Linked DNA regions of Sus scrofa: region 2 is linked to region 1. The links are chromatin contacts, called in public HiChIP or PLAC-seq maps. All regions are on one chromosome and are shown on one strand. Each heading gives the region's core, a stretch centred on a gene start, on an enhancer-like site or on the middle of the called end of the contact. The rest is flanking DNA. Distances are from core to core; before and after follow the strand shown. Region 1 holds the start of NAA50 (N(alpha)-acetyltransferase 50, NatE catalytic subunit). Region 2 holds the start of SLC35A5 (probable UDP-sugar transporter protein SLC35A5).

Region 1 (4,170 bases), core at 1,185-3,684:
CTAGGGCCACTCTCATCAACCACTGAGCCACGACAGGAACTCCAATAATCTTAAAACTGTCGCAGCTCTTAAGAGGTGATAGCAACTAGACTAAAGGGCTCTACATTTCAGGCATAGCTGATGACATAAGGTACACATTTCATAACTGTAAGTTTCCTCTAAATTTGTCCATTTACTCATTTCTGGAGATTTGCCTCCATGAAGTTATTATCTATAAAAAACCATTTTAGGAGCTCCCGTCGTGGCGCAGCAGAAACAAATCCAACTAGGAACCATGAGGTTGTGGGTTCCATCCCTGACCTCACTAAGTGGGCTAAGGATCTCACATTGCTGTGACTGTGGTGTAGATCACAGACGCAGCTTGAATCCTGCGTTGCTGTGGCAAAGGCCGGCAGCTGTAGCTCTGATTGGACCCCTAGCCTAGGAACCTCCATATGCCGAGGGTGCCACCCTAAAAAAAAAAAAAGCAAAAAATAAATAAATAAATAAAAAATCATTTTAAATAAAAAGATAATTGCCTCATGAGTATATTACCTGAAGGTAGATCGTGAATAATACTGCTCTTTGACCTCATTTCTATGGCCAAGTTAGTATCAGGAAGAGCATTACATCCTAGGTAGACTGAGCTAGACCAAAGATTTTTGATTCAGAATAATTCCTTGGAGGCATTCTTTTATAAATCCATGCGCAAGTTCAACACCAGGAACTCTTCAACCTCATTTTTATTACTTTAACAAATACAAATAAGTATTGAGTGGTACAGACAGTATCTATACTCGGGAAAAAAGGAAAAATCTCGCCAAGTTGTACTGGATCATACATAAAATAGCCAAACTTCTAAATCATGATTCAAGTGCAGCACATGCTTCCAATATCTCTCAATCAGTATCCTAATTGGAACACTTCAGAACCTGATGAGAAATAATGCAGGTACTGTGAAATTTTCATGATTTCTAAACTTTAACCCCAAACATGCAATTCGACATCACAATATTTAAAGTAAAATCAGAGTAAGGAATCACATTACAATCCTTGGGTCAAATTTAACTTTCTTGGACCTCTTCTGCGACCTCAAACACATATATACACCGAAGAAATATTTACACCCTTGTTTTAGACAGTATGACTCTGAACGCTGACTTTTATTTCATCCTCAAAAGGGGTGCTGAATAATTTGAAAGGTTCCTTAACCCAAAACACAGTTCTTTAACTGACTTGCTATAACAGAAAAAACTCAGGCATCTCAGAAAGGTTTTAATATTGCTAAGATTTCATTTCTTTCTCTAAGGAGGGTAAAGGCAAAACAGCTTGGTCACTATTTTAAAACACCGTGTTATGTAATGAATACTTCAACAATAAGCAATTTAATAGAGTAAGGTGACAGCTTATTCAAATAGAAATAGTCGAAGAGAAACCATCCTTTACTTTATCCAAGAGGGAGACTGTGAAAGTATATTAACTTTGCCAAGCACCTGAAGAAAGCTTCCAAGGACCCCCCTCAAGGCACTGGGGCAAGAGTAAACTCCTGCAGCAATAGCTCCACCTACTGATCAACAATACTTCCTTGAACATTCTGGCACCCCAAGTCTACAGTGCTCGCGCTCTCCCCCTCCTCCACTCGCTCTGACCCAACCCAAATCCAGTTGAGTCACTAGCTTTTAATACTCATCTCCATGCTTTTTATTTAAATTCCTTCTCCTTCCAGAAGCTTCTGCATCGCTTCCAAGTACAAATAAGCCCGAAAGATGTCAAAGACCACAGTTCTCAGTGTGGAGCCTGGATCTGATGAGGACAACCAGACCACTCCACTCGAGTCGCGGGCCGGGGGTGGCTATGCCGTCCGCTCCCAGACAGGAGGCCACAGGCGCCTCACAAGAGCTCGTCCCCTCTGCCCCAGCAAGATCTGGTTTCCACTTAACCCACATTCGTCCTCTGGGCCCAAATTCTGGGTTCCCCGGGTTTTGCTTCTGCTGGCCCTTCAGCCCGCCAACAGCCCGCGCCGAGCCTCCGCCCCCTCCGTGAGCAGAGAATCCCACAAACCTCCCTCCGCCAGGTCCTGGCCCAGAATCTCTCACTTCCTTCGCAGCCCCTCTCTCCCGCCGGTCGGGCCCTGTCTGGCTGCCCTTCCTCACCCTTTCATCTTCCCCGCCTGCTGAGGCCGTTGTTACCACCGATATCAACGCCGTTGTCGTCGCCGCCCTGAGCTCTCCGCGCCCTCAGCTCGGGCCACTCAACCCCACAAGCCGACCTCCTCGCCTAGGGCAGGGAGCTGAGCTGTTGACGGAGGCCGCGAGATTCGAGCGCAGCCCTGCGTCTCCAGAGGGGGCGGCGGTGCGTCCTGCCGCCGTGCCGGTGCCGCCACTTCTCCACACGTGCACACGGAGCAGTCGCCTCCCTCCTGCCGCCGCCGCCAGCCAGACTCGCCGCCGCGCTGTGACCTTTCACCCCGCCCCCTCTGCGCGCCGGCGCGTCGGCCGTCTCGCGCGCAGGCGCACTTCAGATCTTTCCGTACCCTTCCCCCTCCACTTCAGAACCTCCATCTTTTACTGGGTTCCGCCTTCTGGCGTCATCCTTCTCCTCCTGTCCCTTGCAACACAACTTGTGGGGCTTGCTGGGTCGGCCCTGGCGGTAAAATCCAGATTTTTTCCACCCCTCCCTTTCCTCTTCCACTTCAAATAGATCAGTCTTCTTCCTCTGTTCTTTCCAGTTGATAGTCTCCAGTATGAACTTCAGACGGGCCTGTCTCCTAATATTTTATAAAACTGGTTCTTCTTAATGTAAAGAAGCTTATGGAATACTTAGATGAGGTGCTTTTAAGACAAATAATTGTAATTGATAATTGGCTGGATAACTTGGCTTGCGTCCAGCATGTTTCAAGTTTTCATGTCACGTGACTACCCCAAACCCTCAAGCCTGTGATTCTACCTGCGGGCCCCAGGAGAACGGAACTCCATCGCCATTTCCGGTCCTTAGACCTCGGCGGTGAACGTCACTTCCTTAGCAATGCACTTTAACCCGTTCCACCCACGTCTTCTCCGTTGTACTTTACAAACATAATCTTTGTGAACACTTTCGTTTTTCCCTAACATCTAATGGCAAGAAAATTACTGTTCAAACGATCCGAAAAAATACAGGCCCACGAGATGCAGTGAGCCTGGCTAGGGAGGACTGGGCGGAGCTCGAGGTCACGTGACTCTAGGCCCGCCCCCTTCTCTGCAGCTGAAGACTTCCCCTCCCACAGTGACAGAGCCTCTGGGTCGGTCGGTGTCGGTACACTTTTTGCACCTCGCGCCCGGGCAGGTGAGCGGCGACCGGTAACCGGCGGCTGGTGGGGCTAGAAGGAGTGGGAGGAGGAAGAGAAAGCAGCGTGTGCATGGTGGCTTCTCCTTTTCAGGGCTTCCTCCTCGCTGTCATCCTGCATTGGCGAGGAGCTTATTTCTCCAGTTATCTTGACCCTTGCTCCCCCACTGTGGTCGCCCCTGCAACCTAGGGGTTGGGACGTCCACCTTTCCCACGGTTGGGGGTGAGTGCGGCCATTGTGGTTACCCATTCGGACTCTTCGGGGCTTCGGGTATTGGGATTGGTTCAGGCATTCCTCGGTGTCTGCAGTAGTCTCCAGGTCTGAATCCCCAAAACCCATTCTTTGGCAGAGGCCTTGCATGGTCTTTACATTCAGCCCTAGGCTGGGGAGCGGGAGGTAGGACAAACCCTGGAGGCAGAGGCGTCTCCTGCGAGACAGGCTTGGGAGAGAATGTCACCAATGTGGCCCTCATTGCGGAGTCACTGTAAAGCTTGCTTCCAAATGTGCATTCTCTGTAATTGAGTTTTTATCTGACATCCCTGCAAGGGTTGTTTTAAAGATGTTTGCAAGCGTTGAATGGGTCTGGAAAGGTAAAAGGTGGCCTTTTACCTTTCTCTTCTCTGATGTTACAGTGCAGAAAGGGAAAGGACAGTTGAAAGAATAAATATATACTAGGTTCAAAACAGAAAGTGCTGATAATGCTACAGTCTCGATTGAATGGGGAGATGTTGAAAGATGGTGTTGCCGGGATCATGGTCTGCGGATACCCAGGCTAGCTTTAGGAAACGTGATTTCCCAGGAAAGGAAGTAATTCAGAAACTGACTGGGCTAGAAAGATTAAAACCAAATGTATTTGACCATAAACTTAA
Region 2 (4,170 bases), core at 743-3,242, 1.1 Mb before region 1:
CCAACAAGTATCATTTTAAAATCATTCTTAGAAATATAAAAACAAAGTACAGGACTAACGTTTCCCTTTGCATGGAAAGGGAGCAAAGTAAAACTGTTCACTATTCCTCTTAGCATACCAGAGGAAATTCTTGAATAAAGAGGAACAACCATTTCCAAGAATATTCCATCCTCACACCAAAATTTGTAAAATTTTAATTGAAAGGTTAAAAAAAAAAAAAACACTAAGCAAGAAATCGCTATTCATTTACTCTCACTGTTTGCTTTTCAGAAAGGAAAAATAAAGTTAAAGTAACAAAAAACTTACCCTAAAAGAGCTTTAAAAGAGACAAGTGGGGGGTGGACTGGGGGTTTGGGATGGAAATATTCTAAAATTATGTTGTGATGATGGTTGTACAACTATAAATATAATAAAATTCATTTAATTAAAACTGGCTTTTTATTTTTTATTTTTTGGCTTGTTAGGGCCGCTCTTGCAGCAAATGGAGGTTCCCAGACTAGGGGTCTAATTGGAGCTATAGCTGCCAGCCTACGCCAGAGCCACAGCAATGCCAGATATGAGCCACGTCTTCGACCTACACCACAGCTCACCGCAAGGCTGGATCCTTAACCCATTGAGCAAGGCCAGGGATAGAACCTGCAACCTCATGGTTCCTAGTCGGATTTGTTTCCGCTGCGCCACGATAGGAACTCCTAAAACATTTTTAAGAGTTTTAAAAGAAAAACTTGAATGCACTTCTAGAAATGCATCTTTGAAAGTAAAACCAGTCATTCTTCTAATAACTAATGTTACAACTTTTACTTTAAAATATCTTTAAAAATGTAAATAAACCAAGTATCTAGAAGGGTCAGCCTACTCCTTATTATCATTGACGTCCAAGATGAATAACTAGTTTCAGTTATTTTAAAAACTTGGAAAGGGGGGTGTTGTCTGTTAGCTGGGTTAAATGGTACTGAAAGAAATAATGTTGCAAATTTCACCTTCTTTTTCTGAAATCTAGTAATTTGGGACCTTAGTCACAACTTACTATTTCAAACCCCTAATTAAAAGAGACTTACTATGAACTTTGAAAGAAAAAGGTGACATCTCATTTTAATACCAAACTGATTTCATTTTTTAAGATAAGCAAAATCTTCATTTCAGTAGTTCAAAAGACTTCCGACGTTAGGATTTAACGTCCTCAAAAATCACTTATCTACGGACCACCATCCAACCTGATTGTACCAAGAGGAGCTGAGTGCTGACGGGTGGGAGACAGAAGTATGCAGAGTCGGTCCAAATTACCCAAGAGCCAGAGGAAACACCTAGGGAACAGCTAGGTAAGACCGCAGGTAGGGGCTGCACCTTTTCCCGTGTACCATTCCTACCGCCTTCCCACACTTTTTGCCACCGGAGAACCAGGTGACTCTCCAGGCGCCCGGCCCTAGATCCCTGCAAAGCCAAGCGTGTGGGTGACAGTCCCTGACAAGCCCACTTACCTTGAGGACCGGGGTCAGGTACTCAGCTACTTCCAGTGCCTTTCCCTTTACCGTGTTAATCACATTCTGCATCCTGGGGCCGGAGGAGCGGCCGGCCCCGAGACAGAGTGGAAAGGACAGCCGGACAGGGATCGGGAGTCAGAAAACGTCCCCGCCGCCGACGACTGGCCTCGACACCCGAGGCGACGAGACGCGACGAGACGCGACGGGACGGACGGGACGAGGGGGAGGGGCGGCCGGCGGGGCGAGAGAGAGCGGGGAGCGCGCTCCTCGCGCCCCAGGCAGCGCGCGGTGGGCCGGGCCCAGCTGTCACCAGGCCGCAAGGGAGAGCGGTGGGGCCGACTTAGGGGGAAAAGCGGGCGCACGCGCACCCTCGCCTTCTCAGGGGCTGTCTTCTCCGCCTAGCTTCACTCGCACCCCTTCCGGCTTCTCCTTCCTCCTCTCACTCTCTCGCCGTAGCTCCGCCGCCACCTGGACCTCACGTGACAGAGGACTCTCCCGACACGTGACGCGAGAAAGGCCGCGCTTGGGGCGGGATCGGGTCGCTTTTCCCCTCCCTCCGGAAGCGTAACACTGAGCGCGCCTGCGCAATGGGCGCCAGGTCCGCTCTTTCTAGCGTCGGGTAGTTATTGTGCTTTCTGTTCCAGAATAGGAGGGTTGGGTGCAGAGGCTTATTCGCCTTTCTTTTCCACCCATAGCTTCCCTGCCTATGTGCCCTAAAAGCTGCTGCTGTTGCGGAGCCAGACAGTTACTGCTTTAGCTCTAGGATGCATGCTCTTCCGCAGGAAGCTCTTCGAAGGGACCAAGGTAACAGCGCCCCCACCCCGGGGCGGGGTGGGGGCAGAGGCAAAAGAATGCGCGTGCGTTTGAGGGGAGGGCGCACGGGTGACAGAAGGCGTTCCTAAATCGTGGAGGGAAACCTGCCCTTCGGGTGGGGAGGGGTGTCTTTTTGGCTTTGGTACACTTGGGCCCACTAGGCTGTGGGTGTTGGTACTTCCAGCCCATCTCTCACCAATACCACCGGCTCTGCGCTCCATTAAACTGGCATGCTTTGGGCAGGGTAACTACTCAGTGTAGAGTCTAGTGTCTTCAACATCTCAAAAAAGGGCCTTGGAGTCATTGATTTCTAAGTTCCCCTCTGCTTCCAACACTAGTTGGAAATTAAAGTAACAGCAGTGTTTCAGATATTTCCATTTTGGTCATTATTTAACGAATCTTTCACTGCAAGTTCTTTTTTTTCCTCCTATGGAAAAGCTGCTACTAAGGAGAAAAATACAAATCTGAAATTATCTTTTAGACCACAGTTGCTCATAAGAGTGAAAGTTAAAAGAATTGTTTCTCTGCAAAATTCTGCAGTCCCAAACTGTCCTTTTGTCAGCACTTCTAATCTAGCCCTTGCCTTTTCTGTGTCTAGAGTTCCCCTTCCTATCAAATTTTGACTGTTTCATTTCCTTTCACCATAGTTTTTCTTGTAGTTCTCAACTTTTTTGATTTTGATATAGACATCTAAAAAATTCCTTTTCTGTTCTTCACAAGTCAGTGGTATGTACATTATACTTAATCGGCTGTCAGGGTTGTTCATGAACATGTCCTTCTCTTTAAGGCAGTTGAAAAAACAGTGAAATGGAAAGCACATGTTGTGGTCTTCCAGTGTTATGCTCCTGGTCAACAATGTATGCATTCCTGCTAGGGGTGGTATTCATTGCTTTAAGCTCAAGTCGCATCCTACTTGTAAAATATTCAGCCAATGAAGGTAAGTTAAGACTTGGATTATGTATGGAACTCTGCCATTTAATCACCCATTGTCTTTCTTGTCTTTGGTTTCCTTGTGTGTAAAATGGGGATTATATCCTTAAAAGTACTCTGCTTCATGTGAGTAATAAAGCATGATTCAATTTGGTTCTTTAACCTTTCATACCTTAGCAAGAAAAATTTTTGATGCTGAGTGAAATTTGGGTCAGGCAAGTACAGAATCAAACCCTTAGCAGAATGGATCATAACATCTGACTATTCAGTCAACAGGTGTTTCTGGGCCTGTAGCAATATGTATTATAACTTATCTTGAAATATGAGATATTTGTTGATCCCCTGGCATTTATAAGATAGTATTTTAATTACATTATCAATGAAACAGTATAGGTTATTAGCTTTGACAAATACATACTCAAGAAATCTTGTTCTTAACAGAAGAATTTGTATTTAAACAGTTTTATTCCATAAAACCTTATTGAGAATCTCTCACTAGTTATTGAGGACACATAAAGTTGGATACTGTGACTGTTAATGGTCTGCTTGGGAAGTCAGATATGTATATAAGTCTCTCTTTGGTTGACCTTTCTCTGCCAGGCACTAAGCTAATAAATATTAGTAGCAGGGTTCAAAGTACATAAGATAGACCTTATTCTCAAGGATTCACAGTTTATTAGGAGAGAAATACATGTAAATGGATTATTAAAATACACTATAATAAGTTTAGTTTTATACCAAAATGCAGAGATAGTTCAGAGTAGAAAGTGTATATATTCTGACTGGGAGAGCATGATGTGGGCTGCAGAGAGGTCAGGGAACAGTTCCCTGATAAGCTAACAGTTGATCTACAAGAAGACAAGGTAGGCAGCTGTATTCAAAACAGAAGCAACAGCTGTAAAAAATGAACAGATGTATTAAAAAGTAGGAATGAATTTCCCACTGT

Evidence for each region. HiChIP or PLAC-seq counts read pairs in DNA pulled down with a chosen protein or histone mark.
Region 2: an H3K27ac HiChIP or PLAC-seq map of alveolar macrophages shows a contact between it and region 1. The contact joins the promoter of SLC35A5 here to the promoter of NAA50 in region 1. A contact is called at or near these places in 1 of 5 promoter capture datasets (liver), 2 of 47 Hi-C or Micro-C datasets (heart right ventricle and skeletal muscle) and 1 of 2 datasets of contacts at active chromatin or transcription factors (alveolar macrophages).

Annotation. Positions count from the first base shown.
Region 1 is chr13:146,191,482-146,195,651 of Sscrofa11.1, reverse strand. It overlaps NAA50 (N(alpha)-acetyltransferase 50, NatE catalytic subunit), which reads right to left and starts at 2,434. Exons shown (of 5, transcript NM_001244807.1): 1 at 2,133-2,434. The coding sequence starts at 2,140.
Region 2 is chr13:147,277,208-147,281,377 of Sscrofa11.1, reverse strand. SLC35A5 (probable UDP-sugar transporter protein SLC35A5) reads left to right here and starts at 1,992. Exons shown (of 7, transcript XM_013982457.2): 1 at 1,992-2,285; 2 at 3,082-3,231. The coding sequence starts at 3,102. ATG3 (ubiquitin-like-conjugating enzyme ATG3) reads right to left here and starts at 2,268. Exons shown (of 12, transcript XM_003132682.6): 1 at 1,479-2,268. The coding sequence starts at 1,550.